2 separate regions of the Zea mays genome follow, and region 2 is linked to region 1. The links are chromatin contacts, called in public Hi-C maps. All regions are on one chromosome and are shown on one strand. The core of a region is the stretch at or near the end of the contact, and the rest is flanking DNA. Distances in the headings are between cores, read along the strand shown. Region 1 holds the start of LOC100283950. Region 2 holds the start of LOC109940986 (phytoene synthase 3, chloroplastic-like).

The links. A called contact is a pair of places that touch in the nucleus more often than the background predicts.
Region 2: a Hi-C map of leaf shows a contact between it and region 1, with 9 times the contacts expected there. The contact joins the promoter of LOC109940986 here to the promoter of LOC100283950 in region 1. A contact is called at or near these places in 3 of 25 Hi-C or Micro-C datasets (ear, leaf and tassel) and 1 of 3 datasets of contacts at active chromatin or transcription factors (leaf).

The regions. Positions count from the first base shown.
Region 1 is chr7:152,269,780-152,274,633 of Zm-B73-REFERENCE-NAM-5.0, reverse strand. It overlaps LOC100283950, which reads right to left and starts at 2,568. Exons shown (of 6, transcript NM_001156848.2): 1 at 2,193-2,568; 2 at 1,958-2,005; 3 at 1,779-1,841; 4 at 1,332-1,385. The coding sequence starts at 2,318. LOC103633129 (Octicosapeptide/Phox/Bem1p (PB1) domain-containing protein / tetratricopeptide repeat (TPR)-containing protein) reads left to right here and starts at 2,810. Exons shown (of 4, transcript XM_020540974.1): 1 at 2,810-3,516; 2 at 3,622-4,854. The coding sequence starts at 3,636.
Region 2 is chr7:152,666,932-152,671,737 of Zm-B73-REFERENCE-NAM-5.0, reverse strand. It overlaps LOC109940986 (phytoene synthase 3, chloroplastic-like), which reads right to left and starts at 2,418. Exons shown (of 6, transcript NM_001405313.1): 1 at 1,461-2,418; 2 at 845-895; 3 at 210-382; 4 at 1-120. The coding sequence starts at 1,890.

The sequences.
Region 1 (4,854 bases), core at 1,319-3,818:
AAGGATCTCTAGCTAGATAGGGGCAGCCAACCGGCCTATTTATGTAATCAATGGATGAGAAATAAAGCAAGCAAGAATTAGAAGGGAAACCCCCCCCTCTTGCTCGGCCGTGGGCAGAGACCCCCGGCCGGCGTCCTGTGAACAGTAACCACGAGTACCGTGGGCAGAGACCCCCAACCATCAAATTCCCTCTCCAATCCCTCACCGATCTAGCGACCATAACAGATTGTATCACATAAAAATAGTCTTAGTTGCTGACCCAAAGCTCAGAAAACCAACAGTAATTGTGCAAATGGCATACTTGTATAGGTATCCATCAAGTCCAAGATTATATCACATAAATATATAGAGCAGTCTCAAGTTGCTACCCGAAAGTTTGGAAAACCAGTAGTTATGCAAATTATCAAGCTAACATCAAGGACACTGTTTACCTTGTTCTAAAATGTTATTTTGGGCCTGTTGCAATTAAACTGCATTCTTTTTATCAACTATGATGTTCCTTGAACCAGATTTAGCTAGCTGGTCTAAAAGGACATGGATTAATTACTCTAACAGACTTCAGTTTTCCCCGATTTATACTTCAACTGTAGTTCATCTACGTGAAAAAAAATTCCCATCAACAACACATGGAGATGTCTAATGGGTTAGGTCAGATTGTGTAGCTTATAAAGGTTTGGCACAACCCCACAGCAAAGTAAATTCACTTTCCAAAACCACTATATGTGTCCACAACAAATCCCATTGTATGTTGACCAAGAAGAAAACTATATGACATCATTACTGCAACCCTCAAGCAAGTGGCAATTGCATGAGATTGCACTACAGTCCCGAGCAGAAAACTCATGCTTTTATGAACAATTGTGTAGGACTGTAGGTTAGTAGTAACTAAGAGCATCTCCAACAGTGTCTTAAATCAGTGCACTATCTTAAAATATAGGGCTCTACTCATAAAAGAAACAACTTCAACAGCGTTCTATTTTACAATTTTTTTATCAAAAAAATAAAAATAAAATAGGGCAGACAATGAAGTGACACAAATATACAACACTCGGATTAGTCCCTATCCTTATTTTCTACATCATCCTCAATATTTTCTTTCCTAATAATGTAATTTATTTCCTAAAATACATTATTTAAGGCTTAACTATTGGAGCACAATTTGTTTTTAGTGCCCTAAACACGTTAAATGATGTAGTATTTCAACTTTTGGAGCACTAATTTGAGGCATCTTGATAGAGATGCTAATCATCTGAGCCACTATAATAATGGCCCACATTACAGAACCACAAGTAATATATGGACTCACGAAGAATAATAATTGACAAACTTACTTGATTCAAAGCATTCTGTGGAGTCTCATACTCTGCTGCCACAAAAACAAACACCTATAAGCATGCAATAAAAGCAAAGTTAAGCAGTGATCTTTTAAAGTTTCGCTTGAGCAGCACTAATAGATCAGGTGCATTAGAGATTTAGTCGCACAGATGTATCATGATTCACCGAATTTTTCTGGCAAATTCCCATTATATTTCTCATAGACCATTGTGCAAACTGAGAACACTCTAACAGTTATCCAAAGCTCAGGTTCAAATTCGCATTCGCTCAAAGACACAAACATTAAGGAGAGAGTACTTCCTGTGCTCGAGGATTCCTTACTTTTCAGTGTTGACCTCGTACACAAAACTAAAACCATACTTTCTAGTGCAGTAAAACTTAGTGGAAACTGGGAATGGCGACCATGAAGGGAAGGGTCTGAAGTACCAGAAATACACATTTACCTGTTTTGTGTTCCACGTGAAAAGAGACGAAAGGTCGGCCGAAATGTTCAGCGTCATGCTAACCTGAAGAACGAAAGACAGAGCAATCAATCGTTACAAATTCGAGGAACATATCTGACACAAGTAGTCTGATGTTAGCTCTGAATAATTTGCACAAAAAAAAAACGGAGATGACTTACCTCGTCGTTGCCGTTGGCCTCCTTCTGGAACCAGTTTAGATTCAAGATCTGTGTAACCCAAACGACGGGGACCGTGTTAGCATGACACATGAAGATTGTACAAGCAGATCGAGCCGCCCACGCTCGAAGTCACGAACTAAGATAGATACGCCAGCGGAGATCGGACACAAGGCAGGCGGGCGGGCTCGACGGGATTTAGAGAGACGCGGTGGGGCAGGGAAGAGGGGTGTGGTACCTTAACGGAGGCAGTGGGTGTTGGGGTGTTGAAGTTGTCGGAGAAGGAGGCGGCGAAGCAAATCGCGGCCAGTATGGTGACCGCGAACGTTGCCACCGCGTTGGCGCGGTGCCCAAAGGAGTGCATCCTGTCGCGGCTCCTTTTACTCCCTCGCCGCACGCAGCAGAAGAGATCGCCGGGCCTCCCCTGCCGCTGCTGCTCCTTCCTCCTGTCGCGGCGGCGCCGGCGACTTCACTGCAGTTTCCTTCTCTGTCTTCCTTTTCTCGGGAAGTGCTTACGGAGCCCGTGCAGTGCCGATCCTCCTCGACGGGCTAGGGCCCGCACGTCGGTGAGAGCCCCGAGCATGACGTGGCACGCGCTGATTGGTCGACGCACGTCACGGAGAGGGGCTCATCCAGTCAAGAAGTCAGGGTGCACGTGGGCCAACAAATGGGCCTAGCTGGCCCATTCATAGAAGTCGACCCACTCCCACTTGGTAATGGGAGGCGCGGCCTGGCCCGGCGTTGAAAGAGAGTGAACGCGACGCAGCCGAGGCGGGAAACCCTAACCTAATCCGCGGGGTGGCGGCGGCTTAGCGCTCGTTTAACTTTTCCATGAGCCCATGACGTTGACAGCTGACGCAGGACGGGTGGACGGCCCCGTTTGGGCATGTCGCGCTCACAATCGGCGGTCCGGCGTTAACCACCGCCACCGTTGTTGCTTCCACACCACAACCACACGCACTGGAACACCCAGCGCATCGGCCGGCAGGCGGCGCCCGCGTCTTGGCTGTCACCACACGCGCCCGCCGACGCCGACCAGGTCCCGCATACCCGCAGCTGCGTAGCCATTCCCACAAACCAACCATACACGCTAATCAAAAAGATTAGTGGAGCACTGCCTGAGCCTTGATTTCTCGTTCTTTAGTACTACCTGCTCCACGAGACCAGACCACGCCAGCGGAAAGATAAAGGATTAGTAGACCAGAAGCTTAAGCTTGCTGCCTTGCTGTTCATTTCCCTTGCCTGAGCCGTTAAGCGTACTGTACTGGCAGTTTGTTCGTTTACTCCGTTCCACGCATCCCAACAATTCGTCAATCCCCAGCCGCACGCACGAGAAAGAGGCAGATTCGCTGCTCCGACCGCGTCTTCGTTGCCTTGTTGGTTTCCGTTCTGTGACTCTGTCCTTCGCTTGCTTTTGACTTGGGGTAGTTGGCTTTTCTCTCCCCCCTCGCCTTCCTCCAGGCTTTGGGGATTTGGTTGCTTCCTGTCGGGGTTTGAGAGGAGCGGCGCTCTTGAATTGTTGCTTTCAATTGGTCCGTTTGGCAGGGTTTGGCAATAGAAAGGTAAGATTTCTGTGGAATTCCACCTTGCTTCCGTCTAATTTGGCAGTTTTTTTTGAGGATCCGAGACCGCGTTTGTTGATTGCGAGAAGAGCCTTTTGGTTGTAGATTTGTTGCCGGAGATGGGCAAGCCGTCGCTGAAGAAGAAGAGGGCCTCCGGCGGCGGCAAGTCCGGCGACCACGGGGGCAAGCCGGCGTCACTGGAGCGGTCTGGTTCCAAGGTCCTCGACGGCGATGAGACCCTCTTCACGGACATGGCGCAGGAGCACAAGGAAGAGGGCAATAAGCTCTTCCAGCGCCGGGACTACGACCGCGCGCTGCTCAACTACGACAAGGCCATAAAGCTTCTGCCCCGGGCGCACCCCGACGTCGCCTACCTCCACAGCAACATCGCCGCCTGCTACATGCAGATGAGCCCGCCCGACTACTACCGAGCCATCAACGAGTGCAACATCGCGCTCGAAGCGTCGCCCAAGTACACCAAGGCGCTGCTCAAGCGGGCGCGCTGCTTCGAGGCTCTGGGCAGGCTCGACCTCGCGTGCAGGGACGTCAACAAGGTGCTCGCTCTGGAGCCCAACAACCTTACTGCGCTGGATGTATCCGACAGGATCAAGAAGACTATGGAGGAGAAGGGAATCGTTCTGGACGACAAGGAGATCATGCCCACGCCGGAGGAGGTGGTGGCCGCTGCACCCAAGCAGAAACCGCGCAAGAAGAGGGGAGGACGGAAGTTCGCTGCCAAGGCTGCGGCTGCTGCTGTGGAGGAGGTCGATGAACAGAAGATTGCGGAAGCTATCAAGGAGGAGGTGGAGGAGCAGCCAAGGCAGGTGAAACTCGTGTTTGGGGAGGACATAAGGTGGGCTCAGGTGCCGGCGAGCTGCAGCATGGCACAGCTGCGCGAGGCCGTCCGGAGCAAGTTTCCTGGACTGAAGGCTGTTCTTGTCAAGTACAAGGACAAGGAGGGTGATCTTGTGACAATCACCAACCAGGATGAGCTGAAATGGGCTGAGGAGTTGGCTGAGGCTGGGAGCTCACTTCGGCTGTATGTTACCGAGGCTGATCCGGAACATGAACCTTATGTTGACGACACCAATATGGAGAGAAATGTAAACAGCAATTCGGATAATGGAAGTATTAGAAGCAATAGGCAGGATGAGGACAGGAGCACTGTGACCTGTATTGATGATTGGATTGTGCAATTCGCCCGGCTTTTCAAGAACCATGTTGGGATTAGCTCTGATGAGTACCTGGACCTCCATGAGGTCAGTATGAAGCTCTACACTGAGGCAATCGAGGACACTATTACTACTGAGGAAGCCCAGGAGGTGTTTCATCTTGCTG
Region 2 (4,806 bases), core at 1,169-3,668, 400 kb before region 1:
GACGCTCATCAGCCCCACGGTGCCGGCCACGTAGTAGCAGTAGAGGTACAGCTCGTCGAAGCTCCTGTACCGGGACTTCTTCAGGTCCATGCGCATCCCCTCGATCATGTCCCTGAACGGCTGCAGCACGGAGACACGATATGATGGGAATGTTCTTCAATATATGGAGGGAGGAGATGTATCCATGGATCGATCGCGCGCGTGCGTGCCTGGATGTCGACGGGGAACCTGGCGACGGTGTCGGACAGGGCGGCGTCGAGCATGTCGTACGGCCGGCCGGCGAAGATGTCCTCCAGCCGCGACTCCCACCGGTCCAGCGCCAGCGCCGAGATGTGGGACGCGTTGGGGCCGTCCACGAGCTCGTCCGTTCTCCTGCACCACACTGAACAGGAGCGCGCGTGCGCGGAGATAGAACACCCACGTCAGCGATCAATCAGTGTCATCCCTTCCCTCGTCATTATCGTCAACCGTCAAGCCATACAAACTGTATCCCCACTTTCACCGTCCTAGCGTTAGTTTAGAAACTTAAATCCGCTCTGGTATTCTCAGAGCGTCATTATCGTCAACCGTCAAGCCATACAAACTGTATCCCCCCTTTCACCGTCCTAGCGTTAGTTTAGAAACTTAAATCCGCTCTGGTATTCTCAGAGATTGAGTAGAAAATTAGCTCATTTTCCTTCCAAACTGCCCTTAAAAAAACCATCGTGCCGGTGCATAAACTACTCTAGCTAGCTCACAAGCCGGATTACGATTTTATACCATTCAGAGAAAACGAAAGGAACCTGCAGTGCGCCAACAGCAGGCGGTACAAGAAACAGGGACATGTGGGGCTTGCTCTGCTTACCGTATATTGCCCAGATCGCCATCCTCCTCTCGGGCGTCATCAGCTGCGTCGCTGAAACAGAAAAGCAGCGGCATCTCATCAGATCAGAGGTGAGAGAGACACATGCATGTGCGGTGGAATGCGCGCGCTGATTGTCCAAGCTGACTGGGCCGGGTATTCGGTATGTTGTGATACGGTGGCCACAGCTGCAACTACTGGCAAAATACTAGTAGTGTGCATGATTAACATCTCAATGCACGCTACGTATTCTCTCAGTCCATAATTTATAAGTTATTTTTTACAATCATTGTCAGAATTAATCAAATACGCTAGTGGATTTAGAAAACAAATTGGAAAAGGCAGGTGTTGGACTTGGACACCCCCCGGTTCAGGCTTCTACCAAGGATACGTACGACTGAGATTTCCATCCTTTGCCTATCGTCCTTTTCAGGACAAAAAAAAGTTTCTTTTTTTTACTTTGTTTAAACAGTTTGCCAGAAAAACACACACTAGCTGACTAGCAGCTGTGACACATGCATGTGCCTCGATCACGGCAAAACCTTTGTGTGTGCCAAGTAATTAAACTGACCGTATTCAGATGAACAAGAAGAGCAGCGGGGACTTCGATCTCGCTTACCAAGGTAGAATGTCTTGGCGTACTCCCTGCAGACCTCGCCGCAGCGGTGGAAGGCCGCCTTCAGCCCGCCGTCCAGGGGCACCGGCTCGATCCGCGCCGTCCTCGGCGCCGCGGCCGCGAGCGCCGCCTGCCTGAGCACCACCTCGTGCACCCTCTGCTCGGACGGCACGACGAACGCGTCCCCGGGCGACGGCGCCGCCACGCGGAGGCCCGGCAGCGCCGGCGCGCCGCCCCACGCCTCGGCCTCGAGGCAGCCAATGGTGTTGGAGCCCTCGGCGCGCACGGAGCACGGCGCCCCGCCGCCGCCGCCGAGCCGCCTCCCGTGCCTGCAGGCCAGGAACGTCGCCGTGCGGTTCGGCGCGTCCGCGGACCACTGCCGCCGCCGAGCCGCGCACGCCGGCGACTTCACCGCGCGGCTCGTAGACATCATGGCTGGCTGGCTGGCTGACACGCGGCGGTGGCGTACGTGTGCTCGGTCGCAATGGAGGGACGCAGACGGGGATGTGTGGAGCGGAAGGCCGGTGGCCAGGCCGAGCTATAGAGAAGGATCGAGAGAGCGGAGGCGGGCGGGCGGGCGCTGGAGGCTGGATGTGAGAAGTGAGAACTGAGGGCCGAGGCCAGCAGGCGGCGGGGCTCCCGTCAGTTTTGTCCGTTGCCTGCAGGACACTGTCCGAGTACTAGAAAAACAAAACTAGCCCTCCCCCCTGTGGCAGGCGACCGGCCACTGGTGTTCGGGTTCCAAACCGCGAGTCCCAAGTCCCAACCCAACCCAACCCACGCGGCGGCGCGGTGTTGCCAGAGCCCGACTCGCTCGTGGCGGCACCCGTGTCGGCCGCGCGTGGAAGGAGACGACGAGGGGAGGAGTGGAGGACACCCCCAGCCCACGAGCCTCTAGCTCTAGCTAGGCGAGGTCGAGGAGAGCACGGATGAGATGAGAACCACAGCTGCATGCACGCTCAAGCTCTAGCTACTCCTACTTGCGCGGTGTGGCCGGCCTTTTGTAATGCGCGGGATTGCGGAGCCGGGAGGAGGCCAGGTGGCGGGCGTTGGCAGGGGGTGCTCCTGTCCAGGAGGAGAGGCGCTCTGCGTGGTTCGTGAAAGGGGCAGGTGAGGCATTTCGCTCCGCGCTAGCAGCCATCACCATCAGCCATGGCAGCGGGCGAGGGTGGTGCTGCCTGCGCTCCGCAACCAGACAAAACGGCGCGCGTGGAGCGGTTCAGACGTTGTCCTGGTGGAGATGGCAAGTCCGTTTTCGTATGATGACTGTTGTGTGGTGCGATGTGCTGTGGTCGATACGGCACAGGTAGCTGTGCTTATCTGGCGAAACCATGCTACTCCATTAGTCCAGTGTCCAGAGGGCAAAGCATCACAAGATTATCCTGCTATGGACAGGGGTGGTAATAGGTTTTAAATTAAATTAGGATTTAACTCTATTCTATCTATTTTTTTAAATTAAGTTAATAAATAGACTAAATAAATTGTGAAGATATATTTGGATCGTAATCTATTATCATTACGGAGACATTTGGATTTCCTCTCCAAACTTGTATGTAGACTTTAACCTCCACCTCATGAAAAAGTTGCTTGACCCGTTGTAATCTCTCTGGTCAACGAGGTATTCGAGTGCCCGCCGACCACGAGGCGTCACCGAACCACGCCCGGGCGCGTCGCGCACCGTACGCGGAGCGCCGCCAAGGGCCAAGGGGCGGGTCCGCATCCGCCGCCCGCACGCACATGGCCATCAGGTCACGCAGAGACGAGACCGGTACCGGTACCCAAGCAGGCAGGTAGGCAGCGCGCCGGAAGGGACACGTGGTGGGGCGCGCGATCGTGGCAGGCCTCGCCCCCGGCCTGTCGGCATGTGGGAGCGACAGGAGGAGCACCCGGTGGGGCCTCCTGCCTGCACCCCGGCCGGTGTGGTGTGGAGAGAGGAGAGCCTGATCGCTCCTCCGTTCATTCTTGCTTGTTCCCAAATCCCAATCCCAGTTCCCACCTGGATATGGTGCCCGTCGTTGTTGCGTTGCGCTTGCGTCCCGCCGTACGTCCGCCCGCGGCCGCCACTCCAGTTGCGTCGCGCTGCAGGGTGCTAGTGCTGGTGCCTGGTGGTGTGCGTGCTGGCGTCGGGGCACCCAACCCACGACGCCGTCCACGTACCCAGTGGTGCCTTGCTCTGCGCGCACGGGCAGTGCCAATGCAGAAGCTGCGCCTGCCAGTGGCAGTGCGTGCGGGCGTGAGCGAGCGACAGAGGGGTGGTGTGGTTGGTGCGCCGCCGCGGGGCTGGCAGGACGCGCGTTTTGCCCACGTAACGGACGGCGGGACGGGACGGGACGGCGACCTGACCCGTGGTCGGGCGGGCGGTGGTCGCCGTCGGCTCGGCCTGGCGCCTCGGTCAGCGCTCGCTCGGTCGGCGTCGGCGGTGGGACTCATCACTCCACTGCAGAGCGACAGGATAACGCGAGTGCGACGGCAACTTTGCACGGCCGGCAGCAGGATACGTGCGTGCCTACTACTGCCTGTGCCTAGTGTGGTAGTGCAGTGCTGGTGTTCGGTCGTACGCGGGATCATGGACCACGCAAAGAAAGAAGGGCATTTCACCGGTTTCTTTTTATTTTATTTTTTTCCAAGGCGCCACTCCAGTGCGCGAGGTGACATACCTTCCTTCCTTGTTCCTTTTTTGCGCAATCGGTGCTACGTAGTAGTAGCTTTCTTCTGTGTCCATACGAGAGAGGTGCACGCGTCGAGGTGATACAGGTGATGGACGTCGTAGTGCGCCAGTCGAGCAATTCACTCACGTGACATTTGTGTCGTCACTAGCGATAGCGAGTGATGACCATACCCAAGCCGCCCCCAGGAACAACAACAAATTAAGAGGCTTTCCAATTCCAGTCCAGGTCCAGCAACATTCGAACCAAACCGCTGCAAGCGCAGGGAGGGAACGGAAGTTCCAGTCCGGGTGAGCAGGGACAGAGCAGTGTGGCGCTGCCGGATAGTACGTGAATTCAATTTTCTTTTAAGGCCACGCAGCACACAAGTGAAGTGAAGGTTGGCGCAAGAGACACATGAGTACATGACCGGATTGTCAGGGGAGATGAAAACAAAAGCCGCTGCATGCTCGCGCGGCTGGCCAAGTGCCAATTGCGGCGCGAGTCCGATCCGCAACCCCTTGTGCATCCGGCCGATATGCAACACCGCAACTAGCAGCTCCAGGAAGCGATACTAGCACGCAAGAGAGTCCTGGAACCACATGAGACGTGACTAGAGAGAGAGAGAGAGAGAGAGAGAGAGAGAGAGAGAGAGAGAGAGAGAGAGAGAGAGAGAGAGAGAGAGAGAGAGAGAGAGATCTTCT